Linked DNA regions of Mus musculus: all the other regions are linked to region 1. Evidence: chromatin contacts called from public promoter capture Hi-C data. All regions are on one chromosome and are shown on one strand. Each heading gives the region's core, a stretch centred on a gene start, on an enhancer-like site or on the middle of the called end of the contact. The rest is flanking DNA. Distances are from core to core; before and after follow the strand shown.

The links. Promoter capture Hi-C pulls out the DNA fragments that hold promoters and counts their contacts.
Region 2: a contact with region 1 is called in a promoter capture Hi-C map of pre-B cells, with 5 times the contacts expected there. The contact joins the promoter of Peak1 here to the promoter of Wdr61 in region 1. A contact is called at or near these places in 5 of 39 promoter capture datasets (erythroid cells, hippocampal neurons, liver and 1 more).
Region 3: a contact with region 1 is called in a promoter capture Hi-C map of erythroid cells, with 12 times the contacts expected there. The contact joins the promoter of Ddx10 here to the promoter of Wdr61 in region 1. A contact is called at or near these places in 2 of 39 promoter capture datasets (erythroid cells and pre-B cells).
Region 4: a contact with region 1 is called in a promoter capture Hi-C map of pre-B cells, with 5 times the contacts expected there. The contact joins the promoter of Tspan3 here to the promoter of Wdr61 in region 1. A contact is called at or near these places in 2 of 39 promoter capture datasets (hippocampal neurons and pre-B cells).
Region 5: a contact with region 1 is called in a promoter capture Hi-C map of liver, with 6 times the contacts expected there. The contact joins the promoter of Poglut3 here to the promoter of Wdr61 in region 1. A contact is called at or near these places in 2 of 39 promoter capture datasets (liver and pre-B cells).
Region 6: a contact with region 1 is called in a promoter capture Hi-C map of liver, with 4 times the contacts expected there. The contact joins the promoter of 4930550C14Rik here to the promoter of Wdr61 in region 1. A contact is called at or near these places in 3 of 39 promoter capture datasets (liver and pre-B cells).
Region 7: a contact with region 1 is called in a promoter capture Hi-C map of erythroid cells, with 25 times the contacts expected there. The contact joins the promoter of Scaper here to the promoter of Wdr61 in region 1. A contact is called at or near these places in 1 of 39 promoter capture datasets (erythroid cells), 1 of 484 Hi-C or Micro-C datasets (CD4 T cells) and 1 of 115 datasets of contacts at active chromatin or transcription factors (astrocytes).

The regions. Positions count from the first base shown.
Region 1 is chr9:54,733,211-54,735,857 of GRCm38.p6, forward strand. Wdr61 (WD repeat domain 61) reads right to left here and starts at 1,339. Exons shown (of 11, transcript NM_023191.3): 1 at 1,265-1,339.
Region 2 is chr9:56,416,701-56,419,347 of GRCm38.p6, forward strand. It overlaps Peak1 (pseudopodium-enriched atypical kinase 1), which reads right to left and starts at 1,350. Exons shown (of 7, transcript NM_172924.3): 1 at 1,241-1,350. It overlaps Hmg20a (high mobility group 20A), which reads left to right and starts at 1,919. Exons shown (of 10, transcript NM_025812.3): 1 at 1,919-2,231.
Region 3 is chr9:53,246,798-53,249,444 of GRCm38.p6, forward strand. It overlaps Ddx10 (DEAD box helicase 10), which reads right to left and starts at 1,315. Exons shown (of 18, transcript NM_029936.2): 1 at 1,021-1,315. The coding sequence starts at 1,206.
Region 4 is chr9:56,159,742-56,162,388 of GRCm38.p6, forward strand. Tspan3 (tetraspanin 3) reads right to left here and starts at 1,329. Exons shown (of 7, transcript NM_019793.3): 1 at 1,059-1,329. The coding sequence starts at 1,121.
Region 5 is chr9:53,382,669-53,385,315 of GRCm38.p6, forward strand. Poglut3 (protein O-glucosyltransferase 3) reads left to right here and starts at 1,355. Exons shown (of 8, transcript NM_212445.2): 1 at 1,355-1,618. The coding sequence starts at 1,432.
Region 6 is chr9:53,403,993-53,406,639 of GRCm38.p6, forward strand. It overlaps 4930550C14Rik (RIKEN cDNA 4930550C14 gene), which reads left to right and starts at 1,294. Exons shown (of 9, transcript NM_001376944.1): 1 at 1,294-1,620.
Region 7 is chr9:55,936,774-55,939,420 of GRCm38.p6, forward strand. It overlaps Scaper (S phase cyclin A-associated protein in the ER), which reads right to left and starts at 1,346. Exons shown (of 33, transcript NM_001357652.1): 1 at 1,297-1,346.

The DNA of each region.
Region 1 (2,647 bases), core at 89-2,588:
CCATGTTCACAGCCCCTCAGTTCCATCCTCACTTAACAGGCCGTACATACAGCTCAGACATCTGGGCTCATGCTACCTGCTTCAAATATGCAAACCAAAGACTAACAAATGTTTACCAAGAACAGAAACTCAGACAGACACATGATTTCTAAATAGTCCTGGCCTAAGAGATCTTAATCAGGTGTGCTGACTTGTGACTGTTACTGATTTGTGACTCAAGAACAGGACCTTGCCCAGACTAGAAAGCTCTCCTGACAATTTGGCTCAAACAAGTTGAGACACAAACTGCATGAAGACCAGCCCTCTTAGTGATACTGCCTCCTCTCTGCCCATACGAACCTCACACTTGGCAATAGAGAAAAACGACAATTTTACAAGTAAGAAGGTTTATAGGGAGTCAACTTTTAAAAAGCTACCCTCAAAATAGGGTGTGCAGTTCCATCAGGCTGAACCTTTGAGGACGTACTGCATCAGATCCTATTTTAACTATTATACAGATTAGCTCACTGAACCTTCCTTAACGCCGTTTAGTAGGCACTCTTACTAGCTCCGTTCTTCTGGCTAGAAGAGAGAGGCTTAGAGCAGCTGACGGAAGCGTAGGTAAATACACAGTTCCTACTACTAAGACATGTCTCATGACAGGTAATTTCAGAACCAAGAGAATCCCAAGAGGCCTCTATGCCATCTCTCTCTTTAGGAAAATTTCCAGTTATCGGGGCTGGATTTAAAGGTCCTTCTTCAGGCTTCCCAGAGACTAACCCATGCGTCTATGAAAGTTTCTCAGGCACGTCTGTAACGCACCATACCACATGGTACTTGAAATAAAAGGAACTCACTCTCTGCTTAGTGTTCAATGACGTGAAGCTTGCTACCTAACAGCGTGGCTAACTACTATAGGACTGGTATTAAGAGAGTCCTCTATCTAAGGGGAAACTACTCCCCTCCCCAGAGTCCTCTATCTAAGGGGAAACTACTCCCCTCCCCACCCCGCAAAGAAGCCAACCCTCATTTCCGGGATGCACAAAACATTATCTGGGAGCAAAATTAGTCCACCTATGGGCCTTCTGTCTGCCCTTGGGACTCGTGCCTCGCGGACTAGCCAAGTTAAATAGAGTCACGAAAGCCACCCTTGGACTCCTGGAGCCTCCGTGAACAAACCTGCTGTGGTGGCCTCCAACTCTCCCGGTTCAGTCGCCCTCTCGCCCTAGTAGGCAACAGCACCAAAGACCACCATTCCCCAACTCTGCCCAGCACACCAACTCACCACCGTACAGCCAGCCGCACAGCACGCCTGACGTCAGTGGAGCACGACCGTGGCGCTCGTGGATGAGCTAACGAAGGGGCGGGGCCTCTCCTGGGATGCGGGCGGGACCGGCAGAGCGCCCCCCTGCTGCCTTGGCGTGCGGGGTTGGGGTGAGGGTGGAGCCAGGGAGAGTGGGCGGGGAGTACCTAGGGCAGCCTGCTGCTAACAGGCTTCAGAAAGCTTCTCTGATGACTTCCCGGGTTCGTTTTTTCTTCTGTTTTTTTTTCTTTCTTTTTTTTTTTTTCCCCGCTTTTTCTTCGTCCTCTTTTTCTTTCCTTCTCCTTTCCAGCCCAGCCTCGCCCCCCATCTCCCACAGCAAAAAGCTCGAAAATCATTACAATAAAGGTTTTCTAAAACAACCTAGCTCTGTAATTTTTAAAGTGCCACATTTTAATATTGTTAAAAGTTGTGTGCACGTATGGGAGTGTGCACACATGTCATGGTGTAGAAATGGAGGTCAGAAGACAACTTGAGTGTCTTAGTTGTCTCTGTCACGTGGAGCCCAGGAATGGAACCCAAGTCATCAGGCTTGAAGGCGGCCACTTTTATCTGCTGAGCCATTCCCTATATATTTTTTTTTAATAGCGCATAAATTCAAACCCAGGATGTTGCCTATGCTAGGCAAGCATGCTCCTGCTGGCCTACATCCCAGCCATCTATTTATTTATTTAGAAACAAGTTCTCAATAAATTGCCTAGGCTGGCCTATAACTTACTCTGTAACTCTGTAGCATAGGCAGTCCTTGGATTCCTGCTTCTATTGCTTCAGTCTCCAGTATCTCTAGAGTGACAGGCCTGCACTACCAGGCCTGGCTATAACTCTGTCGTTCAAACTCAAAGCCGAAAAATACCTCAGAGTGCTGTTTCAAGATGCCAAACAGAGAACTGAGAGAATTCCAGTAGAATTTGGACATTGAATTATTCGTGTGCTCTTCAGTGACTGAATAATTATGATGTGAACTCCAGATATGCTTGTTCAAAGACTATATTAAACCCCTACCTTTCACCTCTCTACTGTCAGAGCACCAAGCACATGAGGTCATTAGCATGGTCTACTGTGAAGCAAGAATAACAGGCCTCTTATGTACAATGAATGTCTTTGACATGCAATCAAGACTATGAGTCCTGCCTCAGAATAATATTTATAAATGGATCAATATCCACATAGGATTAAAGGGAAATAATTCCATCAAAATAGCCATAAATATGCAAAATAATAACACACCTACCTGAGCTCAACAGATCTAATACCGTCTGTGATTTCAAAGTATCAATACACATACACAATGCTTTGAATTATCTTCAGTGGTTGTAATAAAATAGGAACAATACTGTGGTTTGATTT
Region 2 (2,647 bases), core at 100-2,599, 1.7 Mb after region 1:
TCTTTGCAGAGAGCAATATGTGTTCTCTTGACTACATACTTAATTTGCCAAGGTAGATAAAGGGAGGACAGTGTGGCTGAAAAAAAAAAAGAGAAAGAAAGAAAAGAAAGAGAAAGAAAGAAAAAGATCAAGTCAACAGATAGGCCACCAAACAGAATACTCAAAGCAATTCCGACTCAGGTGAAAAAGCAGTTCATGCACATCATCCAGTGGCTTAAAAATAGTCTTTTATGTAAGTCACCAAGTATTTAATTGAGAGTGTACTCTTACCACATTCAACAGAGGCAAAGAAAAATGTACTGGGTTTTCTATAGTAAGGCCAATAAAGATGAAATCATAGTTTTCCTCTAACTCATCTCTATCCTTCAACACCAGCCATCCAATAACTCCATTCCACAGCTCTGGTTCCTCAATTTGGGTCCTTAAAAACTGGACTGCAGACATGGGGCCTGGGGGAGGGGGACTGGAGGGCGGACTACTCTTTGATATTGCTCTCAGCAGTCCTTAATGAAGTCCAAGAACAAAATCAAGCTCTCCAACAAATGGAGCATAAGATGGGGGATAACGAGAAGGGGACCCAATTCAGATGGGTAGTCCTCTTCGAAGGAGGAAAGGAAATTGGCAAGAACCCATAAGCCAAAGGGCAAAGAAAAACAAATGTCTAACCCAGCCTCTCAAAATCCCAAACCCCTAAGCAACCTAGGAAGCCTGCGCACATTAGGGGCTCCCTGGCCAGAGCGTAAAGTGAGCAGGCACAGAGCCACCGGTTCCGTCCTGACTGCTGAGGCAAGGCTGAGCCTGATCCTCCAAAGTCTGGGAGTGAGGCGACCATACAGACTAGGCAGAAGCCCTTCTTGCCCCAGCCTCCACATCTCCAGCTCCTCTAAGGCTTCACTTTCCCCTGGAGCCTCGCAGCCCAGCCCCGGGAAGTCCCTAGCCGCCAGGTTCCAACTTTCCCTCCTCTGGGGGGCGCCGCGCTCCCGGGACCATCGCAGCCAGGGTAACGAGGCCTGGGCCGGTGGGGGGCATGAGAGGGCTCGCGGCGCCCGCGGGGCGCGTGGGTGGCCGGGGCACTGCAGCCCGCGCCCCGCAGGACGCACGGGCTGCCGAGCCCCTGCGGCGCCACCCAGTCCCGATCCCCCCTAGGTCCGCGTCCTCACCTCTCGGCGACCCTGGCCCCATAAGCCAGCGCGTGTGGGAAAGGGACCGGAGGGTACGTGGGCAACCCTGCCCCCGTTACCTGAGGGGAGCACAAGCCGTTGCGATATTCAGCATTGCCTCCTGTCCCGTCCCCTTTCTGGTGATCGCGGCCGCCTCCACCGAGCAACTGACACAACTAACTAACTACTCGCGGCCGCGGAGTCCACAGCGCGCTCCCGGCCGCTCTCCGTCCGCCCAGCCCACCAGTCCGCTCGCTCCTCCCAACCCTGCACGCCGCCCCGCCGCGCGCACCCTTGCCGCTTCACTTCTTCAGACCGCGCGCGCTCGCCCGCGCGTGCCCGCACCAAACCTCGGCGGTCTCCGAGCTCTACTCTCAGCCCCATGGGAGGAGTTGACAAGAGGCCACGCCTCCCTGAGTGCCAATATCCGGAGAACACGAGCTAGAGAAAGTCTGATTGGCTGAGGGGTGGAGCCAAAGCCAGGGGGCGGGGCGGCAGGGACCTTGAGTCCATGTGACGGGGAATTTGGGTTCAATTAAACGCCAGTGGAAAGAAACAGCGCAGATTTGGATTTTTTTCGGGGCCGAATCACCTTAAGTCAGCCATTCGTCTAGTACAGAATAACTATCCTCTAAGAGTCCAGTATACAGTAATTAAAATTTAAGTCCCACTATTTTTTGAGAGCCTTAGCAATGAAAATGAAAACTACATTTCCCAAGAACCTTCGCGAAAGTGTGTCTCACCTTGCGTGGTCACGTAGTCCTTCGCCGCATTGGGCAAAATAATCCCTTCATTTCTCTGAAAGTATCGGGTATAACATTTCACGTCTCTCCTCAACGGAACAATTCTCAGTATTACCACGTTAAAAGAAGTTACCTATCTGGAGGTGACTAAGTGATTAGGTAAAGAGTAAGAAAAGACACCAAAATAAAGTACTGCGGAGGAATTTCTGTCAAGCTGTGAGACGACGGAGTGAAGAGTGAAGGCGATTGCGAGGGGCTGAGGGAATTGTCCTCTGTGCAAGGGACTTTCATTAGTCCCCAGGCCCCTGCCTGCTCCTGCCGTCAGCAGGTTAGTAAGCAAGACGAGCATGGGGGTGGCAACAGTCGAGATGTCCTTCCCCCTTTGAAGATCATCCTTCTTTTGCTGCTGCTGTTATTGGTTTGTCTTGGTTTAAGGCCCACTGAATGGGGGCGCCTCACTTCCGGTTGGGGGAAGGGAGACATGCTGTCATAGGGGAGGGGGAACTGTAACTCACTTCCTGTGGGGGTAGGATGATGTTTGGGGGGTGTCCAAGCCACTTCCCGTGTTGATGAGAGCCAGAAAAGGTGTTGGTTTGTGCCATTCTCAGAGAGAGTTCCTACAGCCTTGGGGTTGTATTTTCACGTCACAAGTTCGGTTATTTCCCCAAATTATGATAATCACCAGGCCACGATCAGAATTTATGTATTTTGTTTCTGTGTGTAAATTGGAAAATCTCTCCCCAG
Region 3 (2,647 bases), core at 65-2,564, 1.5 Mb before region 1:
ATGAATGCTGGAAAATATGGGTTTTAAGAGGATGGATAGAAGTAACATTCCTAAGGGGCAGACACCTAGGGCAGGAAAACACGCCAGCTTGTCTAAGTGTTAACTATGAGACTACTCATCTAGGAACACTGGCTACAAGATGCTGATGTCAGGAAGAGGCAAACACATTCCATTGTCTTTCCACTGATTCTTGGTGAAAACCATGAAGACAATGAGACAAAGAACAAAAGATGATGCTAAGGGACAGAGCCAATTCCCAACTTAAAGATCGAGAGCTGTGGAAACAGACACAGGTCTAGGTTCCAATTCCACACTACTAGATGTGGGAAATTAGGGCCAGTTTCTTATCCTCTCCAAACTCTACAGTTCTTATCCGTTAAATGGACTACTAGGATCCATCCACACCTCAAGATAGGGGCAAAGAATATAAAACATGGAGAGTACTTAAAGATATTTCTATTATTTTAAACATTTCCCACGAACAACAGCGTTTTCTTACATCACTCCAGATTTTAGCTTATTTATTTCATTTTTGAGACCAAGTTTCACGTATCACTGACTGACCTCGAACTTGCTATAAAGCCTTGGATGACTTTGCACCTCTGATCCCCCTGCCTCCACCTCCTTAGTGCTCAATATGTGCCCGGTTTATGTGGAGCTGGGGATTGAACCCAGGACTTCCTGCGTGTTGGGCTAGCACTCTACTGAAGGCTCTCACTCCATCCGCTAGGTTCTTTCCACAGCGGTCACTATTGCCTCTCTGTTCTGTCACCACTGCTGCACCACATGTCCCTACCCGGAGTGTCACCGCATTTCTATCACTTTTCCCAGCACTGCGGAAAGTAGAAGAGTCAGACCTGGGTAGCGACACCCAACAGACCACTAGTGAGGCCCCGTTGGCCGGGTCCGCCCCTTTCCCACACCACCCTGACCCTAAGTCCACCACAGCGGCAACACCTCCGGGCTGCACCCACCCTCGCTCCCCAGAGCCCCGCCGAACGTGCCCCGAGCCCACCTCACCTTCTCGTAGTTTTGCATGAGGCGGCTGATCCCCTCGCGCTCGACCTGCCATTCCGGCTTCTTTAGCTGCTTCCTCCGCTCCTTCTTTTGGTGCTGCCTGTGGCTGTGTTTTTTCTTCCAGCGATTAAAGCTCCGCACCGGGTCGGGTCGGGTTCCCTGACCCAGAGAAGCAACCGTTTTGCCCATGGCGGGGGCTGCCAGGACCCACGACGCCGCTACACGGGAGCCTCCTCGCTCCTCAAGGCACAGCACGGAAGACGCGAAACCAGCGTGTGGAGAAGGCGCAGGGGCGCACGCGCAAGTCCGGGAACCCGCCCCCAAGCTGGGGAGAGTGGGCACACATTAATGACGACAGGCAATGCGCGGACGATGATTGGTGATTTGGCTTCCGCTGGGCGGGGCGATCTTAAGACGCCAGGGGAAAGCGTGCACGGAGGAACTGGGCGTGCTCCACTGCTTCCGAGAGTGCTTGGGGCTTCCGGAAACAGCGCAAGTACACTGCTTATTGCTAGTATGGTGAAGTCATACTCAGCGTAAAGTACTGCTTTTCATTTACTCTGGATTCAAGTGTGCCCAACATTCGCGAGTACACTGCTATACGTTATAGAGTATGTAGGTCGTAGTTACTTTGTAGATCAGACTGGCCTCAAATTTATAAGAATTCACCTGCCTCCTGAATACTCTAATTTCAGTTAAATGCCACCGTGTTGACTCAAAATGCTTTAAAGCAAACTTTTCAATTAACAAAAAGTTACATAATACAGAAAAATACACTTACACATAGACATCGTAAAGATGCCTCTGGAGAGCATCCTAAACATCAATCACCATTTATCTTACAAAGTGTCAAAAACAAACAAAACAAAACAAAACAAAAACCAAACCCTGAGATGATTACTGTGTTAGTCACTGAACTATTACTGTGAAGAGACACCATGACCAAGGCAACTTTTATAGAAAGAAGCATCATTTAACTGGGCTGGCTTACAGTTTCACAGGTTTAGTCCATTATCATCATGACAGGGAAGGCATGCCAGCATCCAGGTGGGCACTGGAGCAGTACCTAAGAGCTGCATCCTGATCCATAGGCAGGACACAGACACACAGACACACACACACACACCTGCGTGCGCACGCACACGCACGTACGCACGCATGAACAGCGACACTGTGCCTGGCATGGACTTTTGAAACTCCAAAGTTTTGAAACTGTGACTCCAAATATATGAGCCTATGGAAATCATTCTTATTCAAACCATCACATTTACTCTCAGTTTTAACAACTGGGTGGCCTTAACTGAATATTCACATTGTATATTTTATAGTGATTTTTTTTTTCAAGACAGGGTTTCTCTGTGTAGCACTGGCTGTTCTGGAACTCACTCTGTAGACCAGGCTGGCCTCGAACTCAGAAATCCACCTACCTCTGCCTCCCAAGTGCTGGGATTAAAGGCGTGTGCCACCACTGCCCAGCTATAATGATTTTTAAGTTAAGTAAATGTTTATTTCCACGACTATGACTATAGCTATAAGTTAAACCAAGATTTTTTTTCATATTTTCCATCACTACACTTTTTTTGTTTTGTTTTGTTTTGTTTTTCGAGACAGGGTTTCTCTGTATAGCTGT
Region 4 (2,647 bases), core at 79-2,578, 1.4 Mb after region 1:
TGTGGACAGGGAAAACTGCCCATGGCAAATGTTTATAACAAACCTGGGAAAAAGGAAACTTGATCCCAGCCTGAGAACCTGAGGGTCAGTTGGGTCCCAAATCACCAGTAGTGTGCCCATAATTAATAATTTATCAGAAAACACCCAACAGTAGTGTGTGGGTCATACTGCAGTACACTACCAGACTTTAAGTAAGAGTACCAAAGTAAAAAGGTTGAACTGTTCTAATATTAAGCTGTTCTTTTTTTTTTTTTTAAGAAACAAAAAAAGATGTGATAGACGACATTTTTGATAGTTTTTTTTCCTGGTGCAAAGTCCAGAAGGATTCAAGACGGAGGAGAGGGCCAAAGAACAACAGGTTAGTAAAAAGTCCCAGGTGAGATAATGACCTGACTCAAGACAGGTCGGTTATAAGCACTTTCTCTGGGGCCAGGTTTCCCGAGCCCCTCCAAAGAGCAACCTTTTATAGAAGTGAATTGGTTGCTTTAAAAATCTCCTGGCAGCTGATACATTTAAAAGGGTTTATAACCTCAGGCTACCCATCCCCACAACAGCGATTTTCTTGATCAAAGAAATGCTCTGCTGTTTCACGCTGAATCCTTTCCGTTTTCTGGGCTGCTTACCAGCCAACCAACTCTATACAAAGAGCTCTAAGCCGAAATTCCTGGCCCGGGACTCGACAGGCGTCCCCACGTAGCTGCTACATGACCTGGGGACAGCCGCTGGCTCTGCGAGGACTCAGACAAAGACAGCGGACCCGACTCACAGGGGAGTATCCCATTTCGGGCCTGGCGTCCCGACAGACTCAGCCCTGAGAACAGAGCGACCCGCAGGCTCACGCCGCGGCGACCCGCGTAACCCTGGCACCGTGCCAGCGGACCGGAGGCCCCCCGGGACCTCCGGTCGGCACCGTCCTGGCCTCTGCTGGGCCCTGGAAGGACCTCACCAAGAGCTCCGAGGCCGCAGGGCCCGGGCGACCCCTCGGCCGGCTCCCGCGCCCGCCTGGTCCCCACGCGCCGCACAGAGGCCTCCCCTGTCCGGTCTCCCCGCCAGCTCACCCAGAAGATGAGGTTGAGGAAGACCAGCACGGTCTTAGAGGAGGTGATGCCGCATTGGCCCATGGTGCCGGCGGCCGGCGGAGGCCCGGCTGGGCGAGCGGAGCGGCGCTCACCGAGCGAGAAGGCAATGGCGCCGGCGGCTCTGCTGAGAACTGCTGGGCCCGAGCCGCGTTCCCGCAGACCCCCGCGCCGCCCCAGCAAGCACCTCGCAGCTGCGTGCAGCCCGCCGCAGGCCCCCTAGGCCGTTCCCAGGCAACTAAGTCCCGCGTCTGCGGCCGCTTCTGCCAATCAGCGCCGCGGAGAACGAGGTGGCCTCGCCTCTTAAAGGAGCCGACGCCTCCGCGCCTTTTCTTCTGGCCTCTGACCGTCCTTGAGTGTAGAATCCTCTTCTGGGGAATTTCTAGTGGGACAAACACGTTCCCCGTCTTATTGAGTTACTTTTACAAGACCAAATGACTGGAAGACCACAGAATTCTGTTCTGTTAACTACTCTTCCCTAGAAAGACCCACCTCACATGAGGATTTTCGTGACTGCATGATACCTAAGCAGCACCCCATATAAGTTGGGAAGAAATACGGTGGACATCAACACACGATTATGAAGAATTTAGTATGCCAGAAGCTCTGCTAGCTCTGATAAAAAAAAATCATCAGGAAAGGAGAAAACACTGGCGCACTAGCAAAGCAGAGATGGTTGGGCAAGGCAGCCACCCTTTCAGCTCTATTCTTTGGACTGAGATTTGCAATTACAGATACATCTTCATACATGTTGACATGTGCGCTCTTTCCTGTAATCTTAAATGAATGGTAGCAATTAGCACCTTAAAAATAAAAACGGAGTGTGTGTCTGTGTGTGTGTGTCTGTGTGAGCATGTGCGTGTGCACCCACAAACATCCCACAGCACAGAAGTAAAGGTCAGAAGACAACTTTGGGAGTCAGTTCTTTACTTCCACCCTGTGGGTCCCAGGTCATCAGCTTTGGTGGCAATGTGACCTCCGCTCTGCTGGCTGCATGCATATTAGCTTCTTTTAACTATTAGTTCATTCATGCCACTACCCCTCCCCCAGCTTCAGATGACTGTCAGACTAATTTTACTGGTAGGGTAATTAAGGGTTAGAAAGGATGCCAAACTTGCCTGCAGCCACACATAGAAGAGTGATCTAATGCAGAAGCCACCTCAGCCACACACAGTACTTCTGCCACTGTCCTGCACTCTCCCTTACTCGGGACCTCTTTACCTGTCCTCAAACATCTCTTTTTCCTGTAGCCTCCCTGGTTCATCATCTTCCCTGGGCATTCACAGAAATACCCAAGCACCTCAGCATCCTATTCATCTGTATCAAGCAATGTCCATGTTATCAAAGACCCACTCATGTTCCCAAGACCTCACTCTGCACCTATTCTAGGTGATGGCATTCCACCATGAGGAAGAAGACAATGCTTGCCCATGTGGGGTTTTCATTCCAGTAGAAGAGGGTAGATATACCATGAGCAAAGAGGCAAGCAGACATGAGACGCGATGGTTGGGTCAGACCTAGAACACTGTACTGAGTGACAGGTGCAGCTAAATCCATTCTCAGGGAGAGAT
Region 5 (2,647 bases), core at 105-2,604, 1.4 Mb before region 1:
GCGCTGTAGAGTGCATATGGGCATCTGCCGATTTCTTCCTGCTGGCCTCTATACTCGCCTATGATTGGTAATTGGGTTGGTGACCTGGGCCGGAGCTCAAAATGCTCAGGAGCCCAATTAAAGCCTGGGGCCTGGTTCTGATAAGCTCTGGGTTGAGATCTACCAGGAAGATCTCTGCCCATTCTGCAGGATGAATTCTTCCAGATTTCTCATCCTGGGAAGAATAATTAGTTCCTAAAACTCAGATAAAAAGAAAAAATAATTAGCAAGAGTGAACAAACGGGGGCTGTGGGGCTGTTCTTCCCGGCTCTTGATGCTCAGGAGTGGGGTGCCCAGGGCATAGTGGGCAGGGAAGGATAGGTGCCCAACTCTACTGAGACGCTTGCCCAGACCCTGCCTTCTGCTGCCCAAGTGCCCTACACAGGAAACACCGAAAGATAAGGGACTTCAGGGTAGTAGGCTGCCAATCACAAATATACGGAACAGGTGGGCCGGTGTGTGAACAAAGACTAGGGGAATTCCTCACAGGGAAGCTATTCCTCTTGTTCCACTGTGGCACTGGAAACCAAACCCTGATGTGCATTTATAATAAGCCATGTTTCCAACCCTTTTCTGTCTGGGTGTAGTGCACACCTTTGATCCCAATACCTGGGACACAGAGGCAGGTGGATGACAGTGAGTTAAAGATCAGCCAGTCTATATACATATATAGAGAGTTCCAAGGCAGTAGGAGATACATAGGGAAAACCCCAACTCAACCAGTTTTCTCCACAAGGCAAGGTGGCTTGGCTTACACACCTTTAATTTCCCTCTACTGGAGGAGGCTGGGGTGGAAGGATTGTCATCAGTTCAAAACCAGCCTGAGATACAGAGGGAGACTTCCTTCTCAAAAGGAGAAACAATAAAATATAGAAGAAGAAAAGGGGGAGGAGGAGGAGGAGGAGGAGGAGGAGGAGGAGGAGGAGGAGAAGGAGAAGGAGAAGGAGAAGGAGAAGGAGAAGGAGAAGGAGAAGGAGAAGGAGAAGGAGAAGGAGAAGGAGAAGGAGAAGGAGAAGGAGAAGGAGAAGGAGAAGGAGAAGGAGAAGGAGAAGGAGAAGAAGAAGAAGAAGAAGAAGAAGAAGAAGAAGAAGAAGAAGAAGAAGAAGAAGAAAAGAAGGAAGAACAAGAAAAGGAAGAACAAGAAGAAGAAAAAGAAAAGAGGTAACAATTTTAAAACAAGCACACCCTGCCTTTCTCCAGACTGGCAAACTCAGGCAACTAGTGTAGGGATGACTAGGAGCGTAAGGCCTGGGCGCGGTACACGAGCCAGTCGGGGTCCGGGCGCGCGCCCGGCCCGCCCGGGGCGGCTCTAGCCAGAGGCCCGCCCTCGGGTGTCCCCTCGGCCCGGCGCTCCAGCTCCTCCCTGGCCAGCGGAGCTGAGAGCCGGCGACCATGCAGGCCCTGCCGCTGGGGCTGCAGCTCGCCCTGCTGGTGGCGGCGGGGGCCGGGGCGCGCGTGAGCGCACCGCGGAGCCTGGCGTGGGGCCCTGGGTTGCAGGCCGCCGCCGTCCTGCCCGTGCGCTACTTCTTCCTGCAGTCGGTGGACTCGGACGGCCGGAACTTCACTAGCTCGCCGCCAGGTCAGCGCCCGTTGCCGTCCCCGCGCGTCCCTGTCCCCACACGTGGCCATCTCCCCACTGCGGGTGTCGTCTTCTCTCCCCTCCCATCGGCGTCCCTTCCCTCCTCCCTGACACCCACGGGGGCGGGAGGTGCCACTCAGGACCGTTGGGTGACTAACTCCAAAGGCTGGGCCACAGGTCCCGCCCGGTGACAGATGTAAGGGTAAGTAGAGTAAACGGCGCCTGTGGGGTCCCACGGAGCGCAGTGGTGCCATCACGTGATGCAGATGGCCCTTCCTGGCCTGCAGGGCGCGCCTTCCTCCCTCCCTCAGCAGCCCACTCTTCTTAGGCCCGCAGTGCAGACCACGCGAAGCAGGGAAACTTCCTAGAACCGGAGAAGGGAGGCGCTTGTCTTGAATCTCAGCAGGGCCCTCCTCCCACATCTGATTGCTTCTCTGGACTTGTCCAGCTGGTTTCAACTTGTTGCCAGTCAGGATTTGCTAATTTGTGTCTAAATGTAAGGCTGCTCCCATCTGGCGTCCTGTTTTGCCTGCAAAGAGGCAGAGAACTCCTTGGCGTCCTCCACCGAGCAAACGGGAATTTCACGTACTTAGAAGTCACGTGTATATGGTAATCCTGGAGTAAAAAAGAGGATGGCAATGTCTGCCTATCGAAAACTTAAGACTCTGCTGAGAAAATAGATAATAAGCAACCTGCCTATCAGGGCAAAGCACAGTTGCTGCAATTGGATTTCTGCAGCCTGGTGTAAACATTAAAGAACTGCCAATAGGTCCAAGGGAGTCTGGGAAGCTTCAGGAGTGCGGGTTTGGAGGCTGAGAGGGGTTTCTAGACTGGCTTGCAGCCGCGCAAAAGCAGAGAGCGCGAGGATCAAGTGTTGAGAACAGGAGTCTGTGGAACATGGTTCAGATTCAAACCGTGTTATGGTGTATCTGCAGTTCTGTAATAAATAAATGAACCCAGATAAGCACTCATGTGGTTACAGCAGGAGAGTAAGGATCCCCCCCCCCCATTTTAAAAATCTTTTTCCCC
Region 6 (2,647 bases), core at 44-2,543, 1.3 Mb before region 1:
GGAAAGTCCTAACCACAGCCCACAATCCCTTGCCTAAAACACCCAGTCTGCAACGCTGGAGAGGGTCTGTGCCCTGCCCCCAATTCCCCTTGCAGTTCCAAGACAGCCAGGACTACATGGAGAAACCCTGCCTTGGAAAAAAAAAAAAAAAACCCTTATGGAAAAAAAATTTAAACAAAAACAAGAAAATTAATCCTTTTTTTTTTTTTTTTTTTTTTTTTTTTTTTTTTTTACAAAGTGAGTTCCAGGGCAGCCAAAACTACACAGAGAAACCCTGTCTCGAAAAAAAAAAAATTTACTCCTATCTGTGTGCTAACACGTGGCTGGTTCTGACTCCCAGCTTCATGCTCCCAGGAATAAGACTTAGACTCAAAATATATTTACAAATACCTTGGCCATAAAGCCAGGGTTTTCTCTGACTAGATCATAACTTACATAATCGACATAAACCCATTATTTTAACCTACATTTTGCCACATGGCTGGCTATCAATGCTCAGGCACCATGAGTCGGTCTCCTCACATCTTCCCGGGCTATTCTCCCTTGGGACTCTATCCCAGAATCCTTTCTGCCTCCTGGATGTTCCACCTCCCATTTCCTGCCTAAGCCATAGGCCACAGACTTTTTAATTGACAGGTGATGCATCCATACAACACACAAGTATTCTCTCTACGCATGGCCACAGTGTCTTGAAGGAGAACCAAAGCCCAAGGCCCTGTTTATGGAAACTGTGATAATTTTGAAGGTCTTGACATTCACTTTGTCACCGAATTTCCTACAGAGATTCCGCCCCCACCCCCCGTAAAAATGCATTTAGTATGTAAGGAAAATATTTTCCTAGAAGTTCATCTTCCTCACAAATTATGTTCCATGCAAGAACATAGAACTGGGCAGGTCTGAATACTCTTCATTTTACATTGTTACACTCTGACATTGAGGTAATGTCGGCGTGCAGGATATTCAACATTCAAGTCAATAAAGCATGCATTAAATATGCAGTGTGCTTTCGGGTTCTGTGAAGTCCTCTATTTAAAACCCGTGTCAGGCTAAGGAGCTTAAATTTAGAAATAGCGTTAGTCTGAGACCTCATGTTACTTAGGCCTTCAGCAAGGCCCGTCACATGCCCGAGATCTCTCTGAGTTCCTTTCTCAAGTCCTCTGCCTCTATGGCACTGAGACTGGAAGAGAGCGAGATTTCTACCAGAACAAACATCAAAGTGAGAATGGTCAGGGTTGGGGGCGGGGCCTAAGAAGGTTGCTAGGGAAGGAGCTATTAAGTCATTTCCGACTGACTAAGTCGTTACCAAGGAAACAGCGGAGAGCGACAGAGATTGGCAAGTCAAGGGACATGTTCCCTCCCCAGCTCCTTTCTGCTCTGGTGTCTGGTTTGATCTTGGCCTGCTGAAAGACGCTAAATACTCACGATCTTAGTATGCTACCATCCTTCTCCATGCTCTGTTCCCCAAACCCCTCTCCTGGCACAGTTGCTCTGCTGTGATGGAAAAGCTTTCCTCTACCTCACCAACCCCCACTCCAGCCTCGCCCTAACTCAGGAGCTGCAGCTTCGGGGATATTGCTAACCCACCTCTCGCATTGGGTTTCCTCCACCCTGTTAAATGCAGTATGTGGTTTTAGATTTTTCTCCCTAAAATATTTAGAGATGGAGGGAGCATTCTAAAGGGTACATGCTTAGGATTTCTGTCTTGTCCCTCAGTATCAAGATGTATAGGTAAAGAGGAATAGCAAAATCGTGAAGACACATTTGCTGAAAAAAATAAAATTTAGTAAAGAGAACGGGAATACGGGTTTGGAGTTGGAGGAAACCACAGGACAAGGGTGTCCACTTGCAGGGCTCCCTCTGAATCCCAGCACAGGGCTATTGGTTTGAGACTGGCTGGTAGTCCTCTCCTAATTGGCAGTTCGCACCTGGGTGTAGTAAAGTCCTGACTTAAGCAATGGTTTCCTTGTGCTCCTTGGGTCTTAGAATTGAAGTATTTCCCACGTGGTTTGAAGCCTCATAGCAAACGGTTCTGCTCTGAATCATAAGTTTCCTTTACCCTCTCCTGCGCCTTTCATCTCTCCTTCTCTAACAATATTTTCACGTTTTAGTGCCTCATATTTAAAAAAGACAAGCCCTCTTGAGTCCAGCCTCATCTTCTGGCTACTGTGTCCCTGCTTCCACATAACAGCCCAGAGCCTACTTTGTCAATTCCTCAACAACCTCGGTCTTTTGCTCTGCGGCTCCACTGCTGGTAATCAGCAGTTAGGTCTCTCTCTCTCATTTTTGACTGTACTCATGCACATTTACCTGACCTGCCATTTAGTACACTAGCAACATTTAGTATAGTTGAACGTGCCAAGGCTTTTTGGTCTTCTTTCTCCTTTCACGAAGTGCCTTTGTTCCTCGGGATCGTTTCTGCGTTGCTGTGCTAGTCACGACAGAATGGCAATGCACACGCTACACCTTTAATTTGCATCATTAACACATCGCCATAGATCCTTAAATCTTAAGTCAACTAGAAAAAGTCATAAATACCGATTTAAAACATTTGATAGTTTTCACAATGCAAATACTCTTAGGGCCAGTCTTATAGCCTCAGAACTTGAGAGAAGCTGGGCAAGGTTAACCCCTAGTCTCTTCCTTATCG
Region 7 (2,647 bases), core at 96-2,595, 1.2 Mb after region 1:
AGTTTTATGACATGGATCGTATCCAAATGATGGAAACCAAAGGAAAAAAGCCACATCACACTTTTTCCCACCAACATAATTTCCCACATGACATTTTAAAATGGCTCTTGTACTAAAGATATTTGGATGTCAATGGACATTCTCAAGTCATTTTGGTGTATTTGTTGTAAATCAATCTGCAAGCATCTTGCAGAAAGTCATGCTTAACAGGAAAAAAAATTTACCAATTCAAAGCACCTACATAGGACAGGGTGGGTTAGTGCTGTGCTTATTTTTCTATCTTAAATCAGAAATCTGCCACATTACCAGCAAGTGATCAGGCTAAGCAATCATCTCTTTGAGCCTCAAGTTTCCCATTTATAAACGTCCACAGCATCTATCTCACTCTTCTCCCATGTGATGTGGATGAAATAAATCTGTAAATTGCAGCCGGGAATTATTTTCTGTTCAGGAAGATGATTGTAGCAAATTGCTATTCCACAGACAATAACGCGACACACGTGAGAAATACAGTCCACCAGCAGCAGGAGGCAGCCCATGGGGTAGTGAGACCTCCTTAGAGGGAGCCTTTGGGACAGCAGCAGGTGCTGCTTGGGGAGCAATTTTCTGGCTGCTTTCTAACAAGCCCCAAACTCTCTGGAGTCAGTTACTGACTCTAACCTGCTTCTGTGTGCAGGACTGCAAATCTGAGCAGAGGGGAGTGCTAATAAAGTACAGAGGCAAGGACGCTGAGGTAGGAGGCTCTCAGGTGAGAGAGGCCTTCGGTTTGCACCTGAGGCCTCAAGTAAACATTTGTAAAATGGGAAGAAAAAAAATTTTTTTTTTTTTTTTTTTTTTTTTTACCTCCATGCTTCCCTGAGATAGCTAATGCCTGAATCTAGGTTCATGGAAAGTGTGGTAAAGCCCTGGAGGGAAAGATGCTGAAAGTGATTAACTGCCAAATGCAGGCAAGCAGCAGCTTCTGAGGACCCCTCACTCGTGCAGTAGGGACATTCCAGTAGGCTCGGCTACCCCCTAGAGACAGTCTTCTGCCCCGACCCTAACCCCGGCCCGGCCTGAGGTCTGTCCCAGTCCCACGACCCTCACTGCCCCGGGGCCAGCTCGACCCTCCCCACCCTGGCCCGGCCTCCTCAGTCCACCTCGCGGCTCCCCTCCCCCGGTCACACGCCCAGGTGAGGGAGGAGGTGGAAGGGTTTCCGCCGCCATCTTGTCCCCTCAGCCCCACAACACAGGTTGCCCGCGCCCCTCCTGGGCCCGTCCGGGTCGAGGCGACGCGCGCCCCTCGCGGACACTTACCCGGGAGGCTTAGCTTACTTTGGGGCGGCTCCCAGCGTCCCGGCGGGAAAGGGGCGGGGTGGGGCGGGGCGGCCGCGGAGGACCGGGCGGGGCGGATGGACGGCGCACCACGTGACGCCAGCCGAAGCCCAGCCACTCCCCCTAGGCCGTCCTGGGCCATTCGCGCAGGCGCAGCTAGGCTCACTTCTTGCGCGCTCAAGTAGAAAGGTAAGAGTTTCCTCTGTACCGACGAACGTCTTTTTCTTCAGTGCTGTTCTCTTTCTTGGACTGACGGTCTACCTCAGCTTTGTCCACACTGGCCCCTTTCTCGGATTCAGCTTTCTTCCGGCGTGTCTTACCACCACAGCCCACCGATTAAAGACCTCAAGAAATGTGTGTGACAATCTTTCACTAAAGCACCTGGGACTTAGCCAAGCGGAGCTTAGTCTCCACTTAAAGGCTTGTTTCAAATGTCGGTGCCAGGCTTGGAAGGATCCAACTACAAAAACCTAAAAGGTAGGCTTAAGCTATTTCAAAGACAACAATAAGTGCAAGATGATTATGTGTAGGTATTTAAACCACAGTTGTGAACTAAATGGAAAACAATCTATGCCCGTCACAGTACAATATCAAGGAGTATTTTCTGCAGCTTTTCGTCCAGATGACTCTGAGATTCTAACTTGGCTCACACTTCTTACAACAGGTGGGAAGCTAACGGGTCACTGACATCTGCCTCACCCTTAAGAGGGTAAGAGTTATGGAAGCAGGTGCACGCTGTATTAGAGGCTCCTTCTAGGTCCTTCCGCCTCTTGGTTTCTTAGAAAACCCATTCGTTCAGTTGTTTGACAAACAGTTATGAAGGACCTGCCACATTAGCTCTACTAGCTTGCTTAGAGTCATAAATGAACAAAATAGGTCCTCCCCCAAAAGAAATCCTGGAGGGAGGAAATGTTTGTTCTTGAGCTCGGAGGAAACACAAATAATAAAAATTGTAAGTTATATGATAAGCACTATTGGTAATAAAGTAAGTGGAGATAGGAAGAATTAGTGCAATATAAATGGCGGTCAGGGTCTTGTTTCTCTGGTTTACTATCTTCTCTTATTCTCATGAGCATTTAAACAACTTCAATCTCTTTCCACTTCAAATCTCCCAACCACCAGCCCTCACTTCAACATGTTTTCATTCCCCCTCATAGCCTGCCCTTTGTACTTTGCAATTTGCAAGATATCTCCACTACTTCAGTTCCTCTTCAGGTCTGGACTTACTGCAGTTTGGTTTCTTCCGATTCTTTTCTAAAGTCACTAGTGATTTCTTTACTGCAAATCCCCACCTGCAGTAGTTTGAATTTTTAATGTTCCCCAAAGGCCCAAA